3 separate regions of the Mus musculus genome follow, and all the other regions are linked to region 3. The links are chromatin contacts, called in public Hi-C and HiChIP or PLAC-seq maps. All regions are on one chromosome and are shown on one strand. Each heading gives the region's core, a stretch centred on a gene start, on an enhancer-like site or on the middle of the called end of the contact. The rest is flanking DNA. Distances are from core to core; before and after follow the strand shown. Region 1 holds the start of 1700122E12Rik (a long non-coding RNA gene). Region 2 overlaps Cacna1a (calcium channel, voltage-dependent, P/Q type, alpha 1A subunit). Region 3 holds the start of 1700067K01Rik (RIKEN cDNA 1700067K01 gene).

What was found. Hi-C and Micro-C count contacts between places; a contact is called where the count stands out from the background. HiChIP or PLAC-seq counts read pairs in DNA pulled down with a chosen protein or histone mark.
Region 1: a contact with region 3 is called in an H3K27ac HiChIP or PLAC-seq map of regulatory T cell precursor, with 14 times the contacts expected there. The contact joins the promoter of 1700122E12Rik here to the promoter of 1700067K01Rik in region 3. A contact is called at or near these places in 7 of 39 promoter capture datasets (the 3T3-L1 cell line, the C10 cell line, the SN4741 cell line and 3 more), 5 of 484 Hi-C or Micro-C datasets (the C2C12 cell line, CD4 T cells, embryonic stem cells and 1 more), 13 of 115 datasets of contacts at active chromatin or transcription factors (astrocytes, bone marrow-derived dendritic cells, bone marrow-derived macrophages and 9 more) and 2 of 9 other capture datasets (adipose tissue and liver).
Region 2: a contact with region 3 is called in a Hi-C map of muscle stem cells, with 2.9 times the contacts expected there. The contact joins the enhancer-like site here to the promoter of 1700067K01Rik in region 3. A contact is called at or near these places in 1 of 39 promoter capture datasets (neural stem cells), 4 of 484 Hi-C or Micro-C datasets (CD8 T cells, embryonic stem cells and muscle stem cells), 8 of 115 datasets of contacts at active chromatin or transcription factors (bone marrow-derived macrophages, embryonic forebrain, embryonic midbrain and 4 more) and 1 of 9 other capture datasets (embryonic stem cells).

Annotation. Positions count from the first base shown.
Region 1 is chr8:84,845,801-84,848,712 of GRCm38.p6, forward strand. 1700122E12Rik (a long non-coding RNA gene) reads left to right here and starts at 1,347. Exons shown (of 3, transcript XR_106144.5): 1 at 1,347-1,520; 2 at 2,270-2,495. Calr (calreticulin) reads right to left here and starts at 1,131. Exons shown (of 9, transcript NM_007591.3): 1 at 908-1,131; 2 at 450-551; 3 at 62-265. The coding sequence starts at 998.
Region 2 is chr8:84,633,420-84,636,320 of GRCm38.p6, forward strand. It overlaps Cacna1a (calcium channel, voltage-dependent, P/Q type, alpha 1A subunit), which reads left to right. Exons shown (of 47, transcript NM_007578.3): 42 at 1-132; 43 at 231-344; 44 at 2,130-2,165. It overlaps Gm39212 (a long non-coding RNA gene), which reads right to left. Exons shown (of 3, transcript XR_003947427.1): 2 at 1-2,901. Among named protein-coding and RNA genes, the nearest start is that of Gm39212, 3.7 kb to the right of the region's middle. Within about 2 kb of position 1,477, at least 62 of the 459 cell types and tissues checked have an H3K27ac peak or open chromatin away from gene starts, as enhancers often do. A contact at or near this core is called in embryonic stem cells and muscle stem cells, where this site is marked.
Region 3 is chr8:83,999,965-84,002,908 of GRCm38.p6, forward strand. It overlaps 1700067K01Rik (RIKEN cDNA 1700067K01 gene), which reads left to right and starts at 1,499. Exons shown (of 6, transcript NM_183097.3): 1 at 1,499-1,941; 2 at 2,897-2,944. The coding sequence starts at 1,613. It overlaps Samd1 (sterile alpha motif domain containing 1), which reads left to right. Exons shown (of 5, transcript NM_001081415.2): 5 at 1-451.

The DNA.
Region 1 (2,912 bases), core at 97-2,596, 850 kb after region 3:
GGTTTCAGTCTGCACCCACTGTCCAACCGGCAGAGGTCAGCACTGGCTGGGGGCCCCTCACCAAACATGATGTTATATTCTGAGTCTCCATGCATGTCCTTCTGGTCCAAACCACTCGGAAACAGCTTCACGTAGCCGCCCCCACAGTCGATATTCTGCTCATGCTTCACCGTGAACTGTACCACCAGTGTCTGGCCCTTATTGCTGAAGGGTTCGAATTTGGCGGACAGTGCGTAAAATCGGGCATCTTGGCTTGTCTGCAGCCCTGTGATGAAATGGGACTGTCATCAGGTGAACCCGGAATACCCTAGACCTAGAGGGGCACGGCTGACCTCCCTTCCTTCCTCCACCTGTCCTTGGCTCCCGTGTTCCTGGGAAAAGCCCCAACAAGATGTATGTGCTGACTACAGCTTCCTCCAGGAAGTTGTCCTGCACCCACTCCCTTGTACCTTTATCCTTCTCCAGGTCCCCGTAAAATTTGCCAGAACTGAGGACAAATTTGCCAAAATCGGACTTATGTTTGGATTCGACCCAGCGGTTGGTCCAGGCATCTGAAAGGGAAGGGCATAGAGTCAGATTAGCGGGGCCGTCCGACCCCCGCCCCCATAACCAACGTCTGTCAGGAGCTACAAGCAGGTGGGGGTGGGGAAGGGGATTCCCATCCCAACCTCAAACTTGACATCTCGATGGGCTTCAGGTCCTTGGACGAATCCTAACTCTGGGGGCGGGAAACGGCTGAGCCTTCCTAGTCCCACAAGGACGCACACATGGAACCGCCCGCGGCCCTAGTCCCTCTGGGGCCACAGTGTTGGCCCTCTGAACGGTAATTACATTACACACGACGAGGCAGCCGAGGTCTCGGGGCCCAGCAGTCGCTAAGCGGCCTCGAGACGGGCCCAGACCTTACCTCCGTCCAAGAACTGCTCTTTGAAATAGATGGCAGGGTCTGCGGCGGCCAGGCCGAGGAGGCCAAGCAGGAGCGGCACCGAAAGGAGCATGGCGGGCCGAGGGGGCGGCGGCACACAGGCCTTTTAAGACGATCTTCAGGCAGCGGCTCTGCGGTATTGACGGACGCGGCCACCGCCGCTTCAATTTATATTCACCTACCTCTCACCCGAACCTGACACAGCCGCTGAGCCCGCCCCTCGGTCCTTTTGACTGGTTTAGACCTACAGCTGTCCCTTTCCATTGCTTCCCAGTTGGCTCAGCAAGTTAGGCTGTGGCTCGGAACGCTGGGATCCCAGATGGCTGATTTCTATTGGTCGCACTATGGGCCAATGAGGGTCGACCACGCGTTGTGGGGGACGCCCCCTGGTGGGGTGGGGGCCGCTAGCCCACTCAGGCACGGTCACGTGACTGAACCTCAGCCCAACCCCGCCCTTGCTGCTGAGAGTCTCTGGCTCGCTAGGAGTCGTTTAAAGAATCCGCGCGAGCGGTACCAGGTGTTAACCGTGCGGTGCGGGACCGAGACGGGTCCTTAGCTTCGGCCCTTTCCCATCCTCTCTGGTCAGAGGGAAGAAGTAAGGATTATTTGCAACTTTCACGTTCCGTCTGTCCTGCACCTAGGGAACGCCCACCGATGGCGAGCGTTTCCTATTCAGGATAAGGTCAAGGGCCAGCCAGGATCCTGAGGTTTCGCTGCATTCTGGTTCCACAGTTGTTCAGGCCATAGAGAACGTACCAGCTTTCTCCTCTCGTCCCGTAGTTCCCTGCAGCCTGTGTGACATGATACAAGTCATTTCGCCTCCCTGAAATGTCAGAAGCCAACAGGGGTGACCCTGAGCTATCTTGACAGAAATGCTTTTAAACCTTTTAGGGCTGTCCACGGTTCAAGAGCAGGAAACACAGAAGTCTCAGGGGTGTGAGTGTAAGCGTGTTTTCTTGGGTGAGAAGTAGGGGTTTTTTGATTTTTGTTTTTTTTTTTTTTCTCTTTCTCTTAAGCTGGAGAATGAAAGGAGTCACTTCTTGTGGTCTCCCACAAACGACTTGGCTTTTGCAATAAACGGCAGAAGGCAAGGGGTGCCGTTTGAGGAGGAAAAAGGACACAGATGGCTATGGTGATAGTTCTAGTGAGATAAGCAGGACCCTTGGATCTGGAGTCCTCTGACTCAAATCATGTGACTCTGCCTGCTGCCTGGAGGAGGAAGAACAGTACCTGTAGGGGATGGGGGATGGGAGGTGTTTCCAAACTGAGGAATTGGGAACCCTGAAACAAGACTATGAACTGCGCAGAAGGAATCCTTACAAAAATGGCGTGCTTCCTTTGCAGTGAGAGGAACTCAGTCAAGCAATGACACTTGAGGTCAAGAAGCTGGGTCTCCACCCTGTCCCCCAGGCAGTGTACAGAACTCAGCATTGCTGGTGAAGGTCCCACTGGAGGACACCCAAGTTCAACATGATCTTGACAGACCTGTGACTGACCTGACCCTCCCTCCAGTCCTGTGCCACTGACACATATGCTTGATGCCTTCTGCTTTGTCCTAGTACCCAAGACGGTGAGTGAAGCAGGGGTCAAAAGTTCAGTTCTCAGCTGCATAGTGAGTTTGAGGCCAGCCTGGGTTAAATGATACACTGCTTTAACACAATGAAATAAAGGACAGGAGAGATTGGTTTGGAGCACTGGCTGCTCTTCTGAATGACCCCAGTCCTATTCCCAGCACACACACATGAAGGATCAAAACCAGGTAATTTGAGTTTCAGAGGGTCTGAAGCCCTATTCTGTGGGCACCAGATGTGTAAATAGTACAGAGACATACGTGCAGGCAAAACATCTATACAAATAAAATAAAAATTAAAAGCTTTAAAAAAAAAACAAACCCTGAATGTGGTAATGCACAACTGTAAACGCAGTATACTTCAGCAGGATAGCAGGCAGGAACATGAGAATCACACTTGACCAGCTTGCTTGCAAT
Region 2 (2,901 bases), core at 227-2,726, 630 kb after region 3:
CACGAAGGCGGCATGAAGGAGAGCCCGTCCTGGGTGACCCAGCGGGCCCAAGAGATGTTCCAGAAGACTGGCACCTGGAGCCCAGAGCGAGGGCCACCCATCGACATGCCTAACAGCCAGCCCAACTCCCAGGTGCTGCTTCCCCCTACCGCAGGCTGGGTGGTTCAGGCAGAAAGGGTTCTCCCATACAGAGGCTCCAGACTCACCCTACCCCACCCTCTGCCTGACAGTCTGTGGAGATGCGAGAAATGGGTACTGATGGCTACTCAGACAGCGAACACTACCTCCCCATGGAAGGCCAGACCAGGGCCGCCTCCATGCCCCGCCTCCCAGCAGAGAACCAGGTGAGAGCTTGCAGGATTCTGGGCTGCCCCACACAAGTTACTGAGGATCTTATACCTCTCCCTTGGGGACCCCAGCCTGGGTGGGACCATCTGTAGCTTCGTGGGTGGGTTAGGGTGGAGACCACCCTTTCCTGACTCCTTCAGAGCCTGGTCCTCCTAACCGCTCTCTGACAAAAGCCAGAGAGAGATGGAGCACCTTGAGGCACATGGTAGTCAGTGCCAAATGGCTTCTGTCTGCCCTATTTGAGAGCACAAAGGGGCGGAGTGGGCTCGGAAGGGGTGGGTCCAGCTCTGGTGAGAGATGCCTTTGGGAATGCCTGCTTCAGCAGCATGAGGCGTCTCACACACCCAGGAGGCTGAGGAAAGAGGAATTCCAGGGCAGCTTAGGCTATAGACCTGGATCACCTCTCAAACAAGCAACACGACTTACATCTATAATCCTGCCACTTGGAAAGTGGAAACAGGAAGATTGGGAGTTCACAGTCAGACACTGCTCTATAGCTAGTTCGAGGCCAGCCTCTCACTGTGTGAGATCCTGACTCAAAACAAAACTAAAGAATCCTGACTAGTAGCTAGAGAAGTGGCTCACTGGGTAAGAGCATGCGCTGCTCTTGCAGAAGACCTGACTGAATTCCAGCACATGCCGGTTCACAGCCTCCTGTAACCAGAGCTCCAGGGACCCAGTGCCCTCTCCTCGCCTTCTCAAGCACCTACACACAGGTGCACAAACTCACACACATGTACACAAATAATAAACTAATTAAAAAAAAAAAAGAAAACTAGAATCCTAACTCCACAGCTGGAGAGTGGAGCTCATGGTATCCCCCTGCTTAGCATGGGCGGACCTGGTGCACTTCACACACATACCACTTACATGCAATACATACATACATGCACATGCATCCGTGTGTTCCCAGTGTTAACAGGCATGTCCGTGTGCACGCACATGGCCTGCTGCCTTCAGGAATAGAGCATGTCTGAAGAATCACAAAGCAGAGTCTGGGTGTTCCTGGGATGGCTGTCACATGTCTGGGAGGGTTGGGGGGTTGGGTGTGTACATGGTATGTGTGTCTCAGTGTGGCTGCTTCTCTTAGCTACTCCAGCCCCTTATAGGGAAGGCAAGATCCCCATGGGGACAGAGAAACAAGCATGCCTGGCTACTGCGCAATCGCAATGCAATCGGGAATGGGGATAAAGCCCAGGCTGCTACTGAGGACAAGAAGAAAGGGCAGGAGGAGGGGGGCAGCGGGAGGGGGCAGGCATGTCTGGCTGGGGCAGCTTGCCCTGCATTATGTAGCAGATTCGCTGTGTCTGGCTGGGTCATCATGGCCCAAGGGCCTGGCCTCTGGCTGTTGTGACCTTGGGGTGCATGTAGCTGCCCCATCCCTTCTGTCAGGCCTGGCCTGCTGGTCCCAAAACAGAGATGAGCCAAGCTGGGCTGAAGGCCACCTGGAAGCTTTGAGCTGAAGCTGGGGCGAGGCGGGGGAGGGGTGCTGGGCCGCAGTGCATCGCATGAAATGGGCCAGGAGCCTGTGGCCTTGCTGTCCCATCTGTCAGTCTCGTGTCTCTGCCATCTGTCTGTCTCCTGTCTCTTCTGTGCCTGTTGTGGGGGACAGCCAGCGGGGTCCTGGAGCACCCCCTCATCCGACACCACTGACACCGAGTTTTAACCTCTCTACCCTCCACCTCCTGCATGGACCACCCACTCACCATCCTTTCTGCCTTTTATATTTATTTCCTTCTTTCTGTTTTTTCTGTGTGCGCCATCCTGTGGGGCTGGGACAGAGGAGAAGGGGCCGGCCACGTGGAAATGACCTCAGTGTATGTACCGCGCCCGGCCAGCTCGGCTCCAGCCCCTCTCCCTCCCTGCCCTGTCTGTGACAGCTCCCACCATCTCCCACTACCCTCCACCCTACCCTTTCGTTCCAGATCCCACCCTAGCCCCACCTTGTGTGTTGGAGGAGCCCCTTCCTTGTGTGTTGTGTCCTGTGTGTGCAAGGGGCCACACGGCACCCCACATCGTCTTCAGAGCCTCCAAGAGGCCGACCTGCCCACCCTGCCCATTTCTTGCGGGTCTGTTCCTCCAGTTCAACCAGTGACCACTGGCCTACTGCCTCAGGTCCCTTAGCTCCTGCCTTGGGCTGGGTCCTGCACATCAGAGTTGGAGCAGGCCTGGTCCAGTTGGCCCTGTCTTCCTTCTTCTGCCTGCTACAGAGAGACCTGAAGACTGTCCATGGCAGAGCAAGAGCAAGGATTCTGGGACAGTAAATGCAGACTCAGAATGGTCTCCAGCACCTCCACTGCTAGGGCAGGCCAAGCTGGGCCTGAGGGATAGGGACCAGAGGTGGGGATGGGCGTGAGGGGCAAGAGAGTTGGGCCAAGGAGAAGCAGGGCTCCCAGGTCTGCACTCTGCAAACTGAGTATGCTTCTTGTCAGTCAGCCAGCCTGAACACCAGGGCCTCCTGGAGAGCAGGGCGAGGGGTTAGCCAGGGCCTTCTGGCCAAAGTCCAGCACATACCCTAAGAAGCCACAACATTCCTGTCACTGGACTCAAGTA
Region 3 (2,944 bases), core at 249-2,748:
TCCTAACAGACTCCAGGGAGGGGGTGCCCTTCTCCATTCTCCCCCTTTTCTCACACCCCTGACCTTAGTTCACCCCTCTCCACAGCAGTGGAGTATGGGGTTGGAGGACTTGGTTGGCTCATTTACCTGGGGTCACCCTTTCTCCCCAGACCAGGACATTTTTGAAAAACAAAAAAACGGGAGCTTCCTGTGGCCCCAAACCCCTCTTCAGTTCAGCCAGATGTATCTTATATGTGTTTTGTTCTGCCTATTCATCCTGGTGGTGGTTTTTTCCTCGTCCCACCACCCCCGTGTCCTCCCCCTTGACCCCCAGCCTCTGGGGAACAGGTGAGGTAAGGGACCTTGGGTCCTCTTGTCCTTCCCTTTCTGTCTGTCTACTATTGTACCACCTGGCTGTATTGCTTTTTAATATTGCACCGAAGGTTTTTTAAATAAAACTTTAAAAAAAAAAGTTCATTTTCTGTATGGAGGAAGAAGGTGCTAAAAGCCTCCTTGAAGAGTTTAACATTAAGACAGTAATGTGGTGAGGCAGAATAGCTACGGCTTCCCTCAGCCCACTACTCAATGGGCTCACCAAGTATACAGATAGAACGTCTCGGTTCTATCTCCACCACCACAAAAAGAGACGGTTTTTGTGGCTGGGCTTGGTGGCACACCTGTTATCTTCACACTTCAGAGAGGGAAGTCGGATCAGGAGTTCGAGACTAGACTTACCTACATAGTTAAAAGGCAGCTTGGGCTACAGGCACTCAGTCCTGTCTCAACAATGACAAAATCAGTCTAGGACTGGAATAGTTCCTTTGTCTTCTGCCATCTCATTCCAGAACCACCTGCTCAAGTGTTTGTTGAGTGACTAACAGTTAACTGCACACTTGCTGAGCGTTTTGTTGTCACCTCTGTAGTTTGGTGAAGCAGACGTCATAAAACTCATTTTATAGACAGGGCAGCTGGCTTGACAAAGTCAAATTGAGGGTCACACAGGACAGTGTGACACCTGTTGCTGCGTACTTCCAGCCTTGTAATATATTTGGCTTCCTAGCCTGTACTTAAATACCAGTCAGTCTTTGCACGTAGCAAGGAATCCAACCTACAAGTGTTCTGGGACCAGTGCGGGCATACTGGAACTAAAAAGACGATGGGATAAGATCACCCATCTGAGGATTTTTATTGTATAAGTAACCGCTGTATCACTAGGCCTTAGGAAGGTCAAAAGCAGATCCCAGCTCCATCAGTTAAGAGATCTTGGGGTCACCTGCTGGGGTGTAGCCTAGGCCTCTGGGTAACCGTCACAACCCCCATCCAGTCCAGTCAATTGCCTGGGAAGAGAAAAGGCGCCTAGCTGCGCACCGCAAACACGAGGCAGGTCTGGGGCTCCGCCCTTGGCAGCACCCCGCGCGCCAGGTGCCCGCCGAGCTCCGTGCGCAGTGCAGGCCCAGGCTGCGCGCCCTCCGCGTGCTGAAATTCAAAAGAGGCGAAAGCCCCGCGGGGCGGCGCCGGCAGAGACGTCGAGGCCGGGCTGAGTGCGGCTGCGCTCACTGCCCAAGCCGGTCGGCCCCAGGTGTGTGCGCTCCCGGGACGCCGCAGGAGCTGGAGGAGCCTACTGTGGACGCGGATGGCTGCCGAACCCTGGTTCACGGGGTCGCTGGCCCTAGGCCCCGGAGAAGCACCGCCTTCGGAGGAACTGGGACCCGGGCCGCCGCCCTATGGAGACCCTTCGTGGTCGCCCGCCGGGAGACCCGAGACTTCAGCGGAGCAGGAGCCCCAGCGGGCACAGCCCATGATGGAAGCTCCAGCCTCCACGTCCTCCCGGGAGCCACTGGCAGCGGAGCTCGGGCCGGCCCCTGCTCGCCTCCCGCTGGACTCTATGTTCAGCCCCATCACTGACCAGCTCCGTTACCTGCTCAGGAAGGCGGATGACTTTCAAAGCTACTTGCTCTACAGGTGACCCTGCACAAAGGCCGAGGTCCCAGGAACAGGAGGACAGGCTGTGCAGCCCACAAAGGCCAAAAACTGAACTCAGGGCCCAGAGATACAGTATACGAGTCTAGCTAATTAGGAATACATTTTACTAGTGCACCAAGGGCTGTGAAGAATTGAGAGGCAGAAGCAGGCAATGTATAGGCCTTTAGGGTAGCAAAATATTTTTTCTTTTTTTCTCTAGAACTTTGATTTTGGTTGGTTGGTTGGTTGATTGGGCCCATATTTTTCTTCTTGAGAGAAGGTCTCATTCCGTTCTGGTTGGTGAGCCTCCTTCCTCATCTTCCCTACCAAATTTGAAACGCTCTCTTAGCTTTTTAAAACCCTGTTTAATTCAGGTAACCAGGTTCCATCTGCATCAACTCTAGTCAGAGAACTTCTGGTATGAGAGGCCACCCTCCACTCCCAAGGAAAAATGCAGTGTCCTGACAAGTGGAAAGGGCTGGGATGTCTTCGGGAGGCTTTCTGAGCGAGCTTCGCTCTACAGTTTTGAGAGAACTTGGTTGTATATACCCCCAAACACACTGGGGGTGGAACTCAGGCAAGCATTCTGTCTGCCACAGAGTTGTGCTCCCTGCCCAGGTGCCCACACTTTAACAAATGTTTCAAAGGACAGATGCAGGTGGTTCTGAAAGACAACGGAGAAAGACTTGGCATTTGGGGGGGGGGTCTTTCTCTTGGGGAAGCTTTTCCTATGCTGAGCTCCAGCCTCTCACACCTACTTCAGCTCCCAGCCCCCCTTTTTAAAAAATGTTTAATTTGGGGGTATTGGAACCCAGGACTCTGGCGCATGCTATGCACATGCTCACAGCACTGAGAAAATTTCATCAGGGTTCAGCCCGGGATACAGGTGGAGGAGGGGCACCTAGAGATGAAAGGGGAGAGATGCCACATGAAGGCCCCTTTCTCCCTTCAGCAGGGACCGAGTACAGAAGGAACAGCTAGCCAAGGCCATGCCCACCTTCTT